Linked DNA regions of Bombyx mori: region 1 is linked to region 2. A link is a contact called in public Hi-C data. All regions are on one chromosome and are shown on one strand. The core of a region is the stretch at or near the end of the contact, and the rest is flanking DNA. Distances in the headings are between cores, read along the strand shown. Region 1 has its middle 26 kb from the start of LOC101741873. Region 2 overlaps LOC134199950 (a long non-coding RNA gene).

The links. A called contact is a pair of places that touch in the nucleus more often than the background predicts.
Region 1: a contact with region 2 is called in a Hi-C map of midgut, with 1.9 times the contacts expected there. The contact joins two enhancer-like sites. A contact is called at or near these places in 3 of 7 Hi-C or Micro-C datasets (midgut, posterior silk gland and whole pupa).

What each region holds. Positions count from the first base shown.
Region 1 is chr13:5,317,793-5,323,037 of ASM3026992v2, reverse strand. It overlaps a transcript of LOC101741873 not described here. Among protein-coding and RNA genes, the nearest start is that of LOC101741873, 26 kb to the right of the region's middle. Within about 2 kb of position 1,602, at least 3 of the 8 cell types and tissues checked have open chromatin away from gene starts, as enhancers often do.
Region 2 is chr13:5,266,659-5,272,002 of ASM3026992v2, reverse strand. The region is part of intron 2 of LOC134199950 (a long non-coding RNA gene); the gene reads left to right. Among protein-coding and RNA genes, the nearest start is that of LOC134199950, 9.9 kb to the left of the region's middle. Within about 2 kb of position 2,287, at least 8 of the 8 cell types and tissues checked have open chromatin away from gene starts, as enhancers often do.

The DNA of each region.
Region 1 (5,245 bases), core at 353-2,852, 52 kb before region 2:
GTGAGTTTGTACACTATTATGATTGTATTTTATACTTCTATAATCACAAATTTGGCCAAGGCTACACTATAAAAAAATATTAATAAAGACAAACAATATTTAATCTATTCTCAATTTGACCACAGACGTCAGAACAAAAGTTTGACAATAAAATATAGTATGCATGCGTGTGTGCGTCAAATACATGGTATGTAGTGTGTGTAATGTTTTCTTTATTGAATTAATGTATCATTTATGCATTATTTTAAATAAAATATATTAGCATTGTGCACTTCTTCTCTATATTCTCTATAAGTGTGGAAAATGTCATACTCCTCCATCCGCGCAATTTTCGTAAAAAGGGATACAAATTTTTTACTTCACGTATTAATATATAGATTCATTCGAGCACCGTAACACAAGTAGACTAAGGAAATTCGAATGGAGTATTGAGCTTGTCAAGTTTTTAACTACAATAAATATGTAACTTTTCGATTTCGAAACATTTTCAAATCTTTTCAATGTAGTTACTCTGTCCGATTTCATTTCGTTTGATCGTAGTGCGATCGTGAAGTCGCCGAAGAAAACTATAAACTACATATTCTCGAAACATCGGAAATAATAAAATGAAAATAATAAAAGCTAGGTTAAATTGAAAAAGTATTTTTAATTATATCTACGTGTGGTGGGTAGCCATCACACAACGCAAGATATTCGACAGATACCTGAATCTCGCTTACGACATTTTCAAGATAATTTCGCATATAATATACAAGTTCCGAACAACAACGTTCGGACCGTCGGTCTACCGAGCAATATCACCCGCTCAGTGGAAGATCTTCCCTTTGTCTTATATACCTACAACTACCTAACATACCTACGTTCGAAACTTGTATATATGCGAACTTATCTTGAAAATGTCGTAAGCGAGATTCAGGTATCTGTCAAATATCTTGCGTTGTATGATGGCTACCCGCCACACCACGACTCGAAAAAAAGAACATATTAAGCTCGCACATACTTTATTGTATTGAAAACTCTTTATAACTGTAGCTACTGTTTATGTTTTAACTGTACATATTTGCTTTAGAAAATAATGATATTATTTATATATTTTATGATAAGGCAATAATAAGCTATTTTGAATTAAATTTCATTGAAAATGATTTTTTTATATTAATGTGTGTTAATTAATTAATTACTAGAAACTGTTCGCGGGAAACGAGAGATGACTGGAGTAAAAGATTGTACTTCAATTAAAAATTACATTTAAAAATTTTTCGGTAGGTACCTACAAATACAGCACGCAATGTAAAGCAGCTAATGCGCGGTATTCGCGACCTTGAGCGGCCCTGAATTCATTTACATTACACATTTCCTACTAACATTACTCGCTTATGTTAGATTTAATACCTATACATGTCCGTTCCAACTTTGGGAACGGTTTCCTTAATATTACAGACGCTGACCATGCGCTTACATTCGCACGAATGATATCCGTAGCTTCATATAACAAAATTCAAACGTGTAAATTGAACATGTGCGTTCCCCAATATAGTAGTCGTAACTCACTATCTATAATCATCAGTTAGCGCTATTTTAGTTTGAACTTTAACGATAAGGCTACGAACAATCGCCTTAGTATGGAGGACAACGCCAGCTTTCGCATCAAATAAGGTGCATACCATATAGAGTGGTTGCATAATCACCAGTTATTAGTCCACTTTCCACCTGCCCACGGGCTAAGGTGTCTGTGGGTTAAGAATTTGGTACCAATCAAGTTGCGAAACAATGCGACCAAATTGGAGGCACTGTGGTACGTAGGTGCCGCGACCAGCCCGCACCCACGGCTTGTTTAATAATCAATCCGTGCTATTGCTAGTCTGTTCATTGGCGCTTAAGAAATGTTAATCCGTGTCTTGTGAAACTGTACGACGATCTAAATGAGGATTTACGTTAAATAGTTGCAAAGTTCAAGTGTACGCAAATGTGTAAACTTAGTTAATGTAGTTTTCTGAGTTGACTCACATTACATTAAGGGGGTAGTACGAAGTAAAAAAACAAGATTTTCAGATTTATCTACTAAGTAATGTTCAACGTAAAAGTTTATTTCATGAACAATAATAGTTCGTAGTTCATTCTTAATTTTATAGTTTATATAGGAACAGTGTTGAATTTCAAAAATAAAGAAATCGATATTCGTATGTTAATTAAGTAGTGCCGCATCCATTTAAAAAAGGACTTTTTGTAATATCTCTAAAGAAAAATTGCCCTGTCGTTCTATTATGCGTATTTTTAACTGGAAGCAATCTTATGTTTCCGTTTGACTGGTAAGATATTCCAATTAGTCCGAGAACTCCGCCAGAGCTGCCTCCCCAGTCTGAGGTCGTCTTTGGTAACCGCTTAGCACCAAGTGGCCCGTAACTTGTCTGCTCAATATAGTACTATTAATAAAACGTTAACATGTTTTTGTTAATTATCTCTGTACACGACAAAAGTCGATTTATATATGTATGTATGTTCTTCCATAGACTTCGATAACGCATGTCCGATTTCGATGAAATTTTGAGAATATGTGCAGCTTGGCCTTGTTTGGTAGGGATTGGATCAAAGTTAAAGTTCGGCCAGCAAAGCGAGCCTGCTTTGACTAATCTAATTTAAAAATATAACTATCTTATCTTCATGAACAAGTAAACGACGTAGTAAAATATCATTGACAGTAAATAAATAACATGCATTAACTTGTTTTATGAAACCCACAACTACGAGAGCGGTGTAGTTCCTTCATAAATATTCAGAAATCTACCTACGGCCCTGTAAACAAAACGTTCGAGCTAAGCCTCAACATTCCGCTCTATAATGGACAATATACAAACTATGTATAATAATATGTAAAGAAACTATACCTCTTTAGAGTACATTTGTACAGCACTCTATGGCTGTTAAATAATCATATAGATGACGCTGTCGGTAATGGCGACACATGTTCGTGCATATCTTATATCTATAAACGAGCAATTCTTGTATATAAATATGTATATATAATCTGAATCTAGAAAACGGCTCCAACGATTTTCATAAAATTTAGTATACAGGGGATTTCGGGGGCGATAAATCGATCTAGCTACGATTTATTTTCAGAAAATTTTGTTTTATTCGTGTTTTCAATAATCAACTTTATCAATGATTTTGATTTTTTCTTTATTTTTTTTTTTAATAATAATTTATTTATTAACCTTGAAACATTTACACATAACAGTTTGCTAAAAAAATTAAATTAGCTAAAAATTATTTATACAGTTAATATTTTTTCATTATTCTGTCGGTAAGATCCAAAAATATAATATTCATATTTCACCATTTTATCAATATGTAATTTGTATATAAATATAATTTCTAAAAAACACAATTTATAAAAAAAAACAGAAATACTGAGCTGCTAGTTGAGCTAAATTAAATAAGATAGGAGAGTTATTATAAAAAGGAATTGAATAGACTTTAAATGTCGTTTCTTTGTTTTCAGGTGAGATACCTATTTTAAGTTTACAGTGTAATTGTACAATTACTCTTGTGTACGTTTTACGTTACTAAAATAATAAATCTTTGTTTTCAGAACAACGCCATTGTTTATTTAAAACTTACAATTCCTAGTACAAAAATAGAAAAAGGTCTTATATAATATATAAAATAGCTATGATAGTAATTTACCTGTGAATTGAATATCGATGCTTGTGCAACTCGTTGTCGTAGGTGGAGTCACATTCTCTGAATAGGGATAAGTTAACAGTACTCGGTAGGTGGGTAAAGACATGTGGGTGCGCCCCCATCAATACCAGGACCGTAATTGAGTATCTTTTCGATATTTCATACTCCATACCAGGAAACGTGTACCTGATAAAATGGATGTCGAATTAAAGAGTGTGCAATAGCAATCTAGGTTTTTTTTATGTTTGAAGTATTACTGGTGGCCCTGAGACCTTTCCAGTTTCACCAGAACAAGTGGGCGAGCAAAGGCTCAGCCTGGAGGGGTGGGATTTGCTAACAGCTGCCCGAGCACATCCGAAGGAGACCTAACAACTCAAGAGCAGTTGCTTCGCGAATGAATCTACTACCGGATCGGAATCGCGACCCGCTGAGAAGACCCGGCGAGAAACTCAGCAGACTGATGCATGGGTTAGGTTAGGGAACTCTTTGTCGAGTTCGACGAGTACGGTTACCGGGGTCCCTAAGCCTGCTCCCCTAGTGTTAGAGCTGAAAGCGTCTAATGCAAAGGTTATTGGATCTGATGGATCCGTAAGAACGTGTCTAGGGCGTCGACGGTGACTGGCACCTGCGTGATCAGGATTCGGGGAGTAGTCAGCGGTGGGAACAATAAGGCGATTATCATGACGCATAGCTTTATCGAAGTACCATTCCGACGCTGACTTCATATATTTTCGGATCGATTCAAAGCCCAGGTCATCGTAGCAATCTAGGTCTTAAAGCTTTGAAGTTATCGTAGTTTAATTCTATCGGATTGAATTCGTTATATGAATACAATAGGTAGTTAAGCTAATTATGGGTACGCACTCGATATGACTAGTGCGTGTGACTAATCTCGCGCGATACTTTTGTTTTGTTTTGTTACAACTGCGCTGTTGTGATGATACACGTTTGTACCGATTTATTATATATCTATTAGGAAAATATGTAGACTTGATTCAATGAACGCGATTAGTTACATAAGTTCGAATTTGAGATGTTATTCGTTTATCTACGAGAACACCACGTTCGATTTACTGTTTGTTCTGTAACCGTACCAAAGCAAATAACTCGTTATCGGTATTGACAAGAGTTTGCGGGTACAATGAAATAAATAGAGAGAATCCTTAACCGACTCTGTTAAGACTCGCTTTCGAAGTTGTGAGACCATGTGTTCCGCGTGCACTAAAACATCGATACAATGATGACATCGTATGATAATGTGTGTCATGTCGTCAATCGTGCATCGGCATACTATCAGACAGAGTTCTGTATAATAATGTATAGTAAATATTTCATTATCGCATCTACAATAGCTTTATATACAGTTTAAAATGTGATGGACCTAAAATTGTACGAAATATACCACCTAATGTGTTATATGCTGTTATAGACATCACATGTGGGTACTTATAACAAACAGTTGTATTGTTTTCATCAATTGTTTTAATAAAAGGTGATTGTGACCCTCGTGACCATCGTGCCTAGATCCGCCACGATAGATATTCAGGTTTGCCAGGTGGGA
Region 2 (5,344 bases), core at 1,038-3,537:
CTATACGTTAGTGCGGAGACAAGTCGTGCAACGCAATTGAGTCGACCCGACGCTCGCTCCGCGCCTCGTCCGATCTACGCAAAAGGATAATGACATAGAATATAACAAAAGATAGACAGGACATGCTTTGATAATTTTCAAATTAAATAAAGAGACTAGTGGAAGGTCAATTGGGGAGGCAAAAGCAGTCATGCGTGTCGGTTTAACGAGGGCAGCCGTTTTGTGTTATAATTGGTAATGCGACGTCATATCTCAAGATACGTGTAGGATTTCCGTGCTTCTTTAGAATCGAATTGGTCTTACACTCGCCTGCCGATATTTAAGAAAGTATTTTTACTATCAAAGAATATCTCGGAATATTTAGGCCATGTTTTCGTAAAAGAATTATTTATTCAACACGAATTCAAAATAAACTATGTAGATGCTTTTACAATGTACATATATGAGTATGACTGAGTGGCAAACCCAAGCGGCGGGTAGTGAGTAAATTATTCTACTCTTGAAATTCTTGATGTAGCGATGTACTGAAGAGTGATTGACGATGGTGGCTATTTACGATCATGTAAGGTCGTCCTTCTTTGATGAAAAAAAAAACCGTTCGTGAAAACTGTCCAGTATTGGAAATGTCGGAAATATTGACATTAAAACACGCGAGATCAAATCGTAAAAGTAGTTTTCATAAAATGTAACCTTAGAATTTTAGGAACGATTTCAATTCTTCTACGGCCGCAACATTTGTGTTCTTTTCTAACATCTATCTGCGAAAGCAAATGTCGAATTTAATATTAGGAATGTCGACGTAAGTGATGGTCTGTGGTTAATTTTGAGCCTACGCTACTACGTCCGCCGGAGAGATCCACGGAGGATGAGGCCAGGGAGGAATGTGGGCGCTTCTCGTGGGCGATCTTGCGTGGGTGAATCGGCAGCTATACCAACTTACCATAAACACATCGTCCCAGGGCCGCACGCAAAATGTTTTTTTGTGAGAAAATTTCAGATTATTGTTTCTTTTATCCCAAATGACAGCATTGAAGGAAGGTTGAATAAGGATTATGCAATTCATATATGCATGTGTTGATGGAGTCAGGTTGCAGAATTTTTATTTAGACGATCGAAGTTTAATTGTAACTGTATCCTATATAGGTCCTTAATTTCTTTAAATTAAGCTTCTTTTGAAAAGGGCTTTTATAGAGATATATTCAAAGCCTCATAGTACAAACCATAATTTACCTAAGGTAATGTGAAGTTAACTCACCATCCGTGGAATCCCTTTTTTTTTATTGTCCAAGCTGTATTGTGGGCAGGCTGACGAGCATACTGCCCACCTGGTGGTAAATGGTTCCCGTTGCTCATGGACGTCAACAATGCCGGGGTCAGAGCCAAGCCGCCGCCTACCGTTTAAAAATTATATAATTAATATTAACTAATTATTAATTATTATCATCAATTAATATTAACAAAATCTCCCTCCCGTTGGTTGGATAAAAGATTTCAAATCATACTAATTCACACTGGTAATATTTCGGTACAAAGAGCGCTAATACTGAAACGTATTTATTTCTTAGTTCTAAGTTTGCGTGCGTCAGACCTGAACTTTGAGTACCACAGGTCCAATTCATATAAAGCGACCGAGTACGTCATACATAAGTCCCTAAAAATAAAACATTACTTTTGACTGCTATTACGTCTTATTCTACTCCTCTCGTTTCGAATCCTTTTTCGGACTATTAAGGCGAAACAGACACGTCATACTAACTAAAAAAATTCGTGGTAACGAACCCATTAAATACCTTTCTAAGAATGATGAATGGCCCGTTCTATTTTTTAATACGTGTGGTGATGACCTACATTGAATGTTTAATTATTTTACGCAAATATTTTCATATTGTATTTTGTCTAAACGAAAACTAAGGTATCGTAACTATCTAGACATTTTAATAAACAGATAAATATACCTTATGCAGTTAGTAATAATTGTCATTTAAGTAAATTTTGACGTAAATGATGTAGACATATTAAGCAGTGCAAAATAATTACTTTTTAAATTTTCATGACAGATACACGAAACACTGTCTAAAGTTATTTATTTATTCATCGCGTTGTTTATTTTAGCACCATTCGAATTATAATTAATGGTTAGTGTAATTATATTCTAAAACCTAAGAAAATAGCGATAACTAAGAAAGATTCTAAACCATCGGTCCTCAAACTGTTTTGTCTCTAATACTACTCTGCCACATGTGCCAATAAAATAAACTTTGGGTGTAGCCGTTATAACCAATACTAAGAAAAAAGCTGTGTTGAATGTAGTAATATGTAGTTATACAATCATTATGTCTACATCTTAATATAACGCTCACAGATGGCATATTCACTCAAATACTACAGCACGACGCGACGGGTTCTGTAAACGAATTCCAGATAGAATCTTACAGAAAAGTATTCTGGATGTAGCCTATATGTGTACTGTTTATTATAAATTTTAGGAATGCATGAAGATAAAACCCTTTTTTTTGCTAAAATCATTTTATTCCCTGATATCCTTAATTCCCAAGCACAATAAAAAAAAAAAAAACAGATTGAATATTTAAGTTACGGTGCAGTAGGTACCGCTGTGGTTTGTTTTCATTCCACAACATTTTGATTCCGCTCTAAAAATTAAACAACTAAATAATTCTCGCTCAGTATTATTATCATACAGAAGATACTATAGCGCATTGACTACGATCGTGTGTTTCCGTGACTGTTCGTGTTGCTTCGGGTACGCTCGGGCGCGCTCGGCTGCACATACGACGTTCTCGACTCGGCAGGAAACAGGAAGTGGACTAACCGCGGGCTTCCGCTCCCATTCGCGTTCGCCGCTCGCCGGACGCACACTGTTTCATTCACAACACCAGTGTTTAACTGACTTCGGTAAATACGGTTGTTGTTCATGTCTATTATATGTTTATTGTAGATAAGCTATGAAAATAATTATATCCTGATACTCTGTTTGATTTAACTTAAAAATTACGAAATAATCATTGTTCAACAATTTCATTGCTTAACCTTTTATTCATTGATTTACTGTTTTTTTTGTTAACCAACTAAATACTATGTTCCTTATAAAATAACATTAACTTATTGACGTGATTAACGAATTTGCCCATTAGGGTGCTACTAACTCAATTTAATGACAGTTAATTTTCTTAATATTTTTTTCCCCTACTTAATCTGGTAGTCTCGATGGGCTATTCCAACATCGACTTGGTAGGTGAGGTTCTCACTCAAACTGGGCGAGCTTAGCCCTAGCAAGAGCAATGAGTGAATGCTACGTTGAATCAGACTGTATCGGAATCGCGATCCACGGAAAAGATTCGGAGAAAAACTTAGTGGGTTCTGTCTATGGATAAGATTGCACTTCGAACGAAATTCGGCAATTTCGACAAGAACGGCCACCGTTGCTTGGAGTATCTATAAGCACCGAAAGTGAATCCGGAGGATCCGATAATACGTATTATAGTGAAAAACAGCCTAGAGTAGATTTTTACTCGACTTAAGAGAATTTCAAATTTAGAGCCTTAATATTTAGAGTAAATTTAATATACAGCTGCGAGGAACAACGTACTTCTCGGTCCAGAAATGTAAATGAGTATTGTTTACGATACATTAAAACATCAAAATTTAGTTGTTTCCACGGCCTTTCGAGTTTTAGCTGTCTAAATCTGTCTGTGACGTCAATGCAGGGGTGGGGGAGTAATTAATAAGATAAAGGAGGGGTCCCTCCAACGTATACAACTACTCAATGAGCACAGAGCTACGTCACAACGTACAAACCAACTAGCGCAGGTGATAAAACTTCTCTATACGTTATTACGTGCATAGTAAGGATGAAAATCGTATGTGATTCTTTTAGACATGGTACGTACACGTCTGATGACGTTACGGGACCATCGAGACGAATCGACCTTAGTCGGGTCGCTTTGAACACTGAAACAATCACCAATATATATATTTTTAGATTATTATATTTATTATATGCAAAAATATGATGCAAACTGATAAAGCACATTCAAAACTCAAATTTCATCTACTACCTATAATTTAGATATATACATTTAGGATTGATATCTTTATCATACTAATGTTTTATCACTCGGTGACGTAGTTGTCAGCGCCCCTGACAATCGGGTCCAGAATCGCGGGTTCGATTCTCACATTGGGAAAGATCGCACGACGCATATTGTATACAAGTGCTTTTATCACTTTGTGGTACAGATAATCTTGTGTGATTTATCACTGACTATTTATTTATGACTATGACTATGGGATATGTAGAAAAAAATCTTTCCATGTACTAAATAAGTTTATAAACTACTTACTAATAGTTATATTAATAAATACATACTTTGAAAGTACCTAAAATAGAACGGTAGGTAAACTTTGAAATGCTTAATGTTTTCCGGATGCTATCTATCTTCTAACTACGTCATATATGTACATATTTTTTAATAAAATCGTTTTTATCTGTTTCGGTATGTTGATCTTCACATTCGCTGAACCAGTTTCAATGTGATTCTGAATGACATAGTGATTAACAGAAACAAGGCTAATTTAATGTAATTTCTCTAAGAATATCATGGTATTGATAAGTGCAAACCATCCTTATGTTACATTGCTTTTAGTATCATTTGACTGTGTTTTAATTTCACTTATTCTAATTATAAATCTACCTAAACTATTTCTAAATCTGAATAACATAAAGAAGTTTTGCAGTGTATTTTCCTAGATTACCTCACCTTTAGTAACAAGGTCATCAATGTTTGTATCATTTAAATCGGTTAGCATATAAAAAGATGTACTGTGATGTGAATTTGTCATTTTACACGGTCACGTAAAAACATAACATGCATTTGCAATGTACTACATTTGACAATCTAGGTATCAGTCATTAGGTAATAATGTTCATTTTTTAACCGTATTTCTTTTCGTTTCACAAAAATTCTATTTTTGTGAAACGAAAGAGGCAAGAAAGTAATTATAATATTAAATAACAAAAACGTTGTTACATTTAATAGTTTAATTTTTCGTGATTAGTTCTTATTTCGAATTAACCTAATAAATATTGAAAATCTAAACACAGTATTGATTAAAAACAAACGTATGTGTACGTATTCATAAATCTTTTATGTATTCTATACCGTGACGTAACTGGAGTGCGTTTGGCGCGGCCATTGATGTCGGCGGAAGCGTCAATGAATGAACCCCGTTTTCATTCTTATTTCACTTCCGCAAGCCGTCCTTGCTTCGCACGTTATTCGCACACGTATATGAGAGAGATAGCGACACTGCCGACTCGTGTTAC